Regions from separate parts of the Mus musculus genome. Here region 2 is linked to region 1. A link is a contact called in public promoter capture Hi-C data. All regions are on one chromosome and are shown on one strand. The core of a region is the stretch at or near the end of the contact, and the rest is flanking DNA. Distances in the headings are between cores, read along the strand shown.

Evidence for each region. Promoter capture Hi-C pulls out the DNA fragments that hold promoters and counts their contacts.
Region 2: a contact with region 1 is called in a promoter capture Hi-C map of hippocampal neurons, with 5 times the contacts expected there. The contact joins the enhancer-like site here to the promoter of Iqcf5 in region 1. A contact is called at or near these places in 4 of 39 promoter capture datasets (embryonic stem cells, hippocampal neurons and liver) and 1 of 9 other capture datasets (embryonic stem cells).

What each region holds. Positions count from the first base shown.
Region 1 is chr9:106,513,053-106,516,725 of GRCm38.p6, forward strand. It overlaps Iqcf5 (IQ motif containing F5), which reads left to right and starts at 1,521. Exons shown (of 2, transcript NM_029300.1): 1 at 1,521-1,610; 2 at 2,498-2,951. The coding sequence starts at 1,607. The coding sequence ends at 2,940. It also overlaps a transcript of Iqcf3 not described here.
Region 2 is chr9:107,506,591-107,510,588 of GRCm38.p6, forward strand. Cacna2d2 (calcium channel, voltage-dependent, alpha 2/delta subunit 2) reads left to right here. Exons shown (of 38, transcript NM_001174049.1): 6 at 2,605-2,746. Among named protein-coding and RNA genes, the nearest start is that of Gm34037, 18 kb to the left of the region's middle. Within about 2 kb of position 1,896, at least 24 of the 459 cell types and tissues checked have an H3K27ac peak or open chromatin away from gene starts, as enhancers often do. A contact at or near this core is called in hippocampal neurons, where this site is marked.

The sequences.
Region 1 (3,673 bases), core at 271-2,770:
TTGCCCTGTCAGTAACAGCAGCTGGTCTGTCTTGGTATGTCTGTCAACTCATTAAGAGCCAAAGAAAACCACTTGAAAACCTTCTCCCTGTTGGGAAGTTGGCTACTGATGTTTCCCCCTCGTGTCGTCAGTTCTCTGAGCAGCTTTGGAAGGCTAATAACGCTGTTTGTTTTCTCTGGACACATTTCTTCAGCTGCAGCAATCAAACTGATTTAATTAAGCACACTCCCGGGTAACAGCTTGCCTTGTTTGGTTAGCACACGACCAAGTTGGAAATTCATTTTCTTTGCAACTCCGTCATCACATTTTAGTTTTGGGAAAAGAGTCTGCTGTGCGGAGATGTGCCGCTGAAGGCTCTCATCCTTTGTGCTCACTGCTTTTCCGTGAGCTGGAAAGATGGTGGCTTGCATCATTTATTAATACTGTTTTATCTTAGTTTCTTTACATTCCATCATTAATTACTTTATACGTATGTGTGTCAGTATAGGCTGTGCATGCAGTGCCCTTGGCGGTTAGAAGAGGGTGGTGGATTGAAGTTACAGATGGTGGTGAGTTACCATGTGGCTGCTGAGAATTGAACCTGAAATGAAAAATCTTTTAAATTTAGACCCCATTAACAGGCTGGTACTTAGCATTAGTTTCCAAGTCCTGTCGCCACCTCCCCGCCCCCAAACCTGAGCCTAGCTCCAGTCTCTAGGCTAATCCCCAACAAGACCAGAGTTTCCAGGTTATTTCCCCAACAAACCTGCACTCCCAGGTTACAAGCCCACCCCCTGCCTAACGACCACCAATGCATAGGGGAGCAGAAGTTAAGTTTATGATACAGACCACAATAGCCTTCCACCTCGATGCTTGCACATGTGTTCTCTGTTTGCTGCTTACTACAAAGCCTTGCCCCGATAGATATTCGGGATCCCCCCCACACACACACCAAAACTGTCTTGCATGATGGTGGTGCACTGGGGGCTGGGGAGCATCCTTCTGTCTCCTCTACCTCTGTAGCCCTGGAGCTGCAAACATGTGCTACTGAGCCCAGTTATTTTATGCAGGTTCTGGGGATCAAAGTTTACATAGCTATCACCTTAATATCTGAACTCTCTTCCTAGTCCAAAGATGCTATTAAGAAAAGATTTATTCTTATTTTATGAGTATTTGCCTACATGTATGTCTGTGCATCACGTGTGTAGTGCTCATGGAAGCTGGGAGAGGACTTTGGGTTCTTTGGAACAGTTGTGAGCCACCATATGGATGCTGGGGACTGAACCCAGGTCCCCTGGAGCATTGCCCAGGGCTCTTAACTATTGAACCATATCTCTCTAGCCCCAAAGAAGCTTTCTGAAGGAGTAAAAACATACTGTGGGAAGCAAGTAGATTTGAGTGGTATAAAGGTGTGGGTTATGAGAATTTGTATATGGGTGTATTGGACCCTCCGGTCATAGCCAGTGACACACAACACAGGTGCTGAGAATGTTGGTTATTGGAAGCCGTCCTGGTGCCTGTGTCATAGGCACCCTTATGACGTCATCACTCCTTCCATCTACTCTGTCTGCTGGATCAGAGCTAGGAGAGCAGACCGGAGGGTGATGGGAACATCTAGCCCCTAACCATGGGTAATTTGTAGAATTCAGATCTCAGGGGGGAGGTTTAGCCATGCATGCCTATCTCAGGGGACTGAATGTTTTATAAGAGATTGATCTTTCCAGGAATGGTCAACTCACAGCCCATGTACAGTCTGCGGATGAGGCTAGCTAGGAGCGTGGCCCAATATAAAGTTGTAAACTTCCTTAAAGTGTTCTGAGGTTTATGTGTGTGATTGATTTTGTTTTGTAACTCAATCACGTGTTGTTTTTGTCTTTGCTTTGTTTTTCTTTTTCTGTGTGAACATAGAAGGTGACAAAGTAATTCACAATGTCTAAAGGTTGGATACACTTCATAGGGCTCAGTAAATGTCTCCTAGTTACCACAGGAGGGGTTTTATAACAAAGGCCATAAATAACTAGGTATAGTGGCCCACAGCTTTAATCCCAGCACTTGGAGAGGCAGAGGCAGGCAGATTTCTATGAGTTCAAGGCCAGCCTGTTACTGGACAGCCAGAGCTGCATAGTGAGACCCTGTATCTCTCTCACACACACACACACGCACACACACACATACACACACACCCCAGAAACTGAGTCTAGTTCACTTAGCACAAGGGAAAGCATTCTTGCTTTCTAATCTACTTTCTTCCCAAACACAGAAAGAAAGTTTTAAATTATTATCACAACAGTTATTATCATAACAGGTACATGTCCAGAAACTCAGATGTTAGGTTGGTGTATTCAAGCTGATTAACTGGCATGTACCACAGGAAGTTCAATTTAGCTGGTCTCCCGGGTGCATCTGTGGCCCTGCAGGGTTCTGCAGCTCTTGAACTTCCTAGATAGAGGATCGGGATTCCTGTCTGGCTCACCCTGAGCTCCCTAAGTGTCCTAAGTGGTCTGTTCTCTCTTGCAAGGCCCAGAAAAGTCTACGGCCATGACAGAAACATCTGCGGCTGTGCGCATCCAAGCATGGTGGCGTGGCACACTACTACGACGCACGTTGCTGCATGCTGCCCTCAGCGCGTGGATCATTCAGTGCTGGTGGAGAAAGATAATGATAATGTTGCAAGGGAAGAAACGGCGGATGGCTCTGGAGTTATACGCTCGAAAAACGTGGGCAATAGTCAAACTGCAGTCCTGGTTCAGGATGTGGCACATACGTCATCGATACTGTCGTTTGCTGAATGCTGTTCGCATCATCCAGGTTTATTGGCGTTGGCATAGTTGTCACACTCGTGGCTTTATTCAGGGCAACTATGAAATCAAAGAAAACCGACTGAATATTCAACTTGAGATTTCCCTGGGCTCACAGGCTTGTAAGGTGGAACAGTGCATAACCCTACCAATAAAAGAGTGATCAGGTCTGCTACACCCGTATTCTCTGCTCTGTAGCAGAAGGATTTCCAAGTCACTATTAGGACCAACACGGCTTTAATCACACTAGTGCCTGGCAAATCAGCTCTGAGGGGCACTACTGAGAAGGAGCCTCAGTGGGGAAGTATGTGTGTGTGCTTGTGTGGTGTAGTGTGAGACATATGCATGTGTGTATGTGGTATATGCATGTGTGTGGGTGTATGTGTATGGTGTATGAATGTGTCTGTGTGTGTTGCATGGGTGTGTGTGGTATGTGTGTATAGTTATTGCATGCATGCATGTGTGGTATATATGTGTGTGTGCTTGTGTGGTGTAGTGTATGATGTGTGCATGTGTGTGTCTAGTATATACATGTGTGTGTGTGGGTATGTATATGGTATATGAATGTGTATCTGTGTGTATTGCATGTGTGTTTGGTATATGTGTGTGTAGTGTTTGCATGCATGCATGTGTGTGTCTGTGGTGTATTTGTATGTGTGTGTGCTTGTGTGGTGTAGTGTATGATGTATGCGTGTGTGTGTGTGTGTGTGTGGTATATCCATGTATGTGTATGGTATATGAATGTATGTCTGTGTGTGTTGCATGTGTGTGTGTGTGGTATATGTATGTGTGGTTTATGTGTGCGTGTATATAGTATTTGCATGCATATGTATATGTATTTGCATGTGTGGTGTCTGTGTGTGTGGTATATGCATGCGTGCATGTGTGTGTGGGTG
Region 2 (3,998 bases), core at 646-3,145, 990 kb after region 1:
AGTCTCCCAGAAGCAGCAACGCTGAAGCTAAACCATTTTATTTCCATATCCCATGACCTCAGGTCTTCTTGGGTTAGCTTGGAAGGTGGTGAGGTCCCCATCATGAGAGGGCTCAGCAAGAATGACTATGGGGTGACAAAGAGAGCCACAGAGGACACCAACAGTGTCCCTGGGTTCGAGCACTTGGGAGTAGCTAGTGTTCTGTGAACTTACCAGTGTCTGACTCCAAAGCACAGTGGTTGAACCTAACTGTAAACAGCGTGGGTGCAGTGGTATAGTGTCTAGTACTGATTTCTGTTTGCTGATACAAAAAACCCAAGGTCCAGCATCTCCTTTTCTGGCCCGGAGGCCTGGAGGCCTGGAGGCTTTCCTGGCCTATACAGAGGTAGCCTGTGACACAAGGGGTGGGAAGGCTGGAAAGGATACCTGGGCGGGAGGCCATCATGCTAGGTTAGCCTAGGAAGCCTTAGGGAAAGTGGGGGGCCTGAGAAGGAGGGGGTGGGCTCAAGCAGGTGCATTTCCCCTTGGCTGAGCTCCGTGGCTCCCGGAGAAGTTGCTAAAATTAAAGCTGGAATCTGAAATTCAAATGAAGAGCGAACCTTTAATTAGACCCTGAATCTAATTCCTTACCCCCCTCGGCAGCGGGCTGTAATTTTAGCAATCAGTACATTAAATATAAACCAGGAGACTACAGTTGCCCACCGCACTGAACTCCTAGGTTCCGCTAGCACTGAGAGCCCCCCTGGACAGCCTTGTACCCAAATCCTGACCAGGACACAGCTTCCTGCCTCCAGCAGCCCCCAACTCTATCCAGGACCCCAACCCTGGCTCCAAACGCCTCCCGCTCTGCCTCCCGGCCCTGCAGGGGGATTGAACTACCCAGTAGGGAAGCACTGCTCTAGTCAGGCCTGGGCTAGGGTCAGTGAGGCCAGAAGCTCCAAGCCTGATATAAATAACAGCGCTCGTGCATGTGCACTCTCGCGCACACACACACACACACACACACCAAGTCCCCTGCTTAGTGTGTTGTGTTGTTTTGTTTGGTTTGTTTTTAATCTTTGCCAGAGGTACAGTTAGAGATCTTTCTAGACCATTTACTTTTAAATTGCCAGCCAGAAGGTGGGGGTGGGGGAAGAGAAGGAGAAAGTTCGAAGGCTGAAGGCTTATCAGAATGGAATCCAAATGTCACATTAGTTGGGAAAGTTGGGAGATTAAATTTTTCAGTGCCCTTCATCTGCCGCTGACATTTGGGGGGGCTTTCTTCTCCCACGCCTCTCCCTCTGAGTGGAGCATACGTGGCTTACACCTCCCAGACCGCTGGCTCCCTACTCCAGCCCATATGCTCAGCAGCTGCCTACCCTGGCTTTACCCAGCACCTAAGGACATTCCAGGGGCTTCCCAAAGCGGGCAGGAGGTGGGCGTGCCCGGTGAAGGGCAGGAAGGACAATAGACAGCTTGAATGTTGATGTCCAAAACCATCCCTGAAAGATGGGTAGGGGACAGACTCGGGTCACTTCAGAGCTGTGTCCTAGGATGTGGCCTGGTGGAAATGACCTGGGCAGTAACCAAGAGATTGAAATGCTCTAGGAGGGAGAAGTCTGGGCTTCAGGGAGCCAAGGAAGAGCAACCCTGGAGACCCATTGGGAAAAGGATAAATGGAGCCTGCGCTGAACTTACTCAAAAGGGTCTTGGGTGGGGAAACAGGGTGTGGGAGTGTGTGGAGCATTCCACACGTCTCCCTTGCCTCCCTGTCTGGCTTTTTCTTCTTCCTCTGTACTTTCTCCAGCATCTTCCTGCCTTGCTTGCACACCTGCACTGGAGCCTGTTCCCCCATGGGCGGCAGCATCGTCTCTGTAGCCAAGGCGCCACTCCTGCCAGCCTGTAGTAGTAGGCGGCTGGGGGTTGGGGGGCTGCACAGCGCATGCCCAGCTTGCCTGGCCGAGAGATACCATAATTGGCACCTGTCAGGCAGCTGCAGCTTGTTTTAGAAAATCAACGGGGGCCTTTATAGTCCTGCTGCTAGCGGGCATGGTAGACCCTCCCTCTGTAGGTCACTCGGTCTCTGTACTAGCCCCCACTCATCTCTAGAGCTACCCTGCTATGGGAGATGGTTCCCCAAATGGGGCTAGGACTGTCTGGTACTAAAGGAGCCGGTATACGGCGGGGGTGGGGGGGAAGGGTGGGACTCAGCGGGGAGTATGGGGGTGCAAAGCTGCCTGCCAAGGCTTTGCTGTAATTGCACAAGGCGTGTCCTTGGAAGCAGAAGTCTGCAGCCCACTCCTAACTGGCTCTCCTGTTTGCCTCCTTCACTGACAGTTGCCTTTCAAGGATGTAGAGAAGGGGTCATTTGGTTTTGGTTTTAGCTGTGATTTGGCAAATGGATGGGCAAAGGCAGGCAAATTCACCCAGGGAAGCCTTCTGGATAAGGGGTCCATATGCTGTACCCATGTTCTCCCATGTCTCTCCATCTGTCTCTTGTCTCTACAATAACCTCTGCCCTTAAGATGACCCTGTCTTCTGGACTCTGGCCCTCCCTGTCCTCACCTGCGAGCCTAACCAACCCACTCACCATTTTCCTGACACGGGTGGGGGTGCTTTCTGCAGGATGACCCTGAGAGTGAAGATATGGAGAGGGGATCCAAGACCAGCGCCTTAAGGCTGGACTTCATCGAGGACCCAAACTTCAAGAACAAAGTCAACTATTCATACACGGCTGTGCAGATCCCCACAGACATCTACAAAGGCTGTAAGTGTAAGGGGAGGGGGGAAGAGCCCTTCCCACCCACGTGGGGTAGGGCCCACTCCCTGAGCATTCCAGGTCCCTGAGATAGAAAGCTAGTGCCACCTACCTCTGGCCAGTCCCCTGCACCCAAGGTCATACACGTTCATTTCTCTGACCTACCCACATATAGACCTTCACACTTGGCAGAACTTGAAACACAGCTTCTTTGCTGGTATGGTCTAAGCCTATGTGTACACATATCCCACATATACATGCACACATACATCCCTTGCTCTCACTGCTGGGCTGAATGCCCCCAGAACAGCCCCTTGCCGCCCCTGCCCGTCTCTGACTCTATTAAGAGGGGCTGGCTGGGAAATGCCAGCATAAGGTGGACACAGAGATTAAAGGCCGCAAGGCAGCTGCCGTAGACAACAGTCACAGGCCTGACTAACCCACTTCTCTCTATGGCCCAGAGCTGAAAGAATGGGAAATGGTTTCTATCCTGCAATAGCCAAGAGTGTGGTGAAGGGGGACCAGGAAAATATGGTTGAGATTCCAAGTCCCAGGGGTGGGACAGCTTTGCACAGTGGAGTCATTATAGCTCCAGTCTACTGCTGGGGCCCCTCATCTGGTGTTTGGCTCTAGGCATCTTCTCCATATACTGTTCCAGTTCCTTAGGAACTTCCTCCAGCAGTAGATTGAAGGCCCTGCCTGGTTCTGACATTACCATGTGAGCACCTACCTATAGGACAGTCTCAAAATCTGCTGGGTTTGGAGGAGGTGGAGGATGGTGTGCTGGGATGCTGGGGAAATGGGGGCAAAGGAGGCAGAGCTACTGTATAGGTTCCAGGAAAAGGGGGAACCCTAGGGTCTTCCAGGAAGCCCCTGTCGCCCTCAACGTCAGCCAGCCCCGCCCCCAGCAGGATGCCAGCAGATCACCTGCATGAGCCAGTCGAGAGGCACTATCACAGGCAGGCACACTAATTAAAACAGGAGCCACACCACCCTCCCCAGTCACCCCTCGCTACCCACACAAATTACATTTTATATGTTCTTTATTTACTGTGTCACTTTTAATTAAATCTGTAATCGCCTGCCTGAGGGGGCATGGTCCCCATTTCCCAACTCACTGTGATCTGAGGGTGTGCGCATGGGTGTGGCGTGGGCGTGTGTGCATGTGGGGGTATTCGCTTCAGTGTGTCATACAGGTATGTCCTTGTGGTCGCAGATATCTGTAGGGACAATCCACCTGCAGCAAGAGTCACCCCTCTGC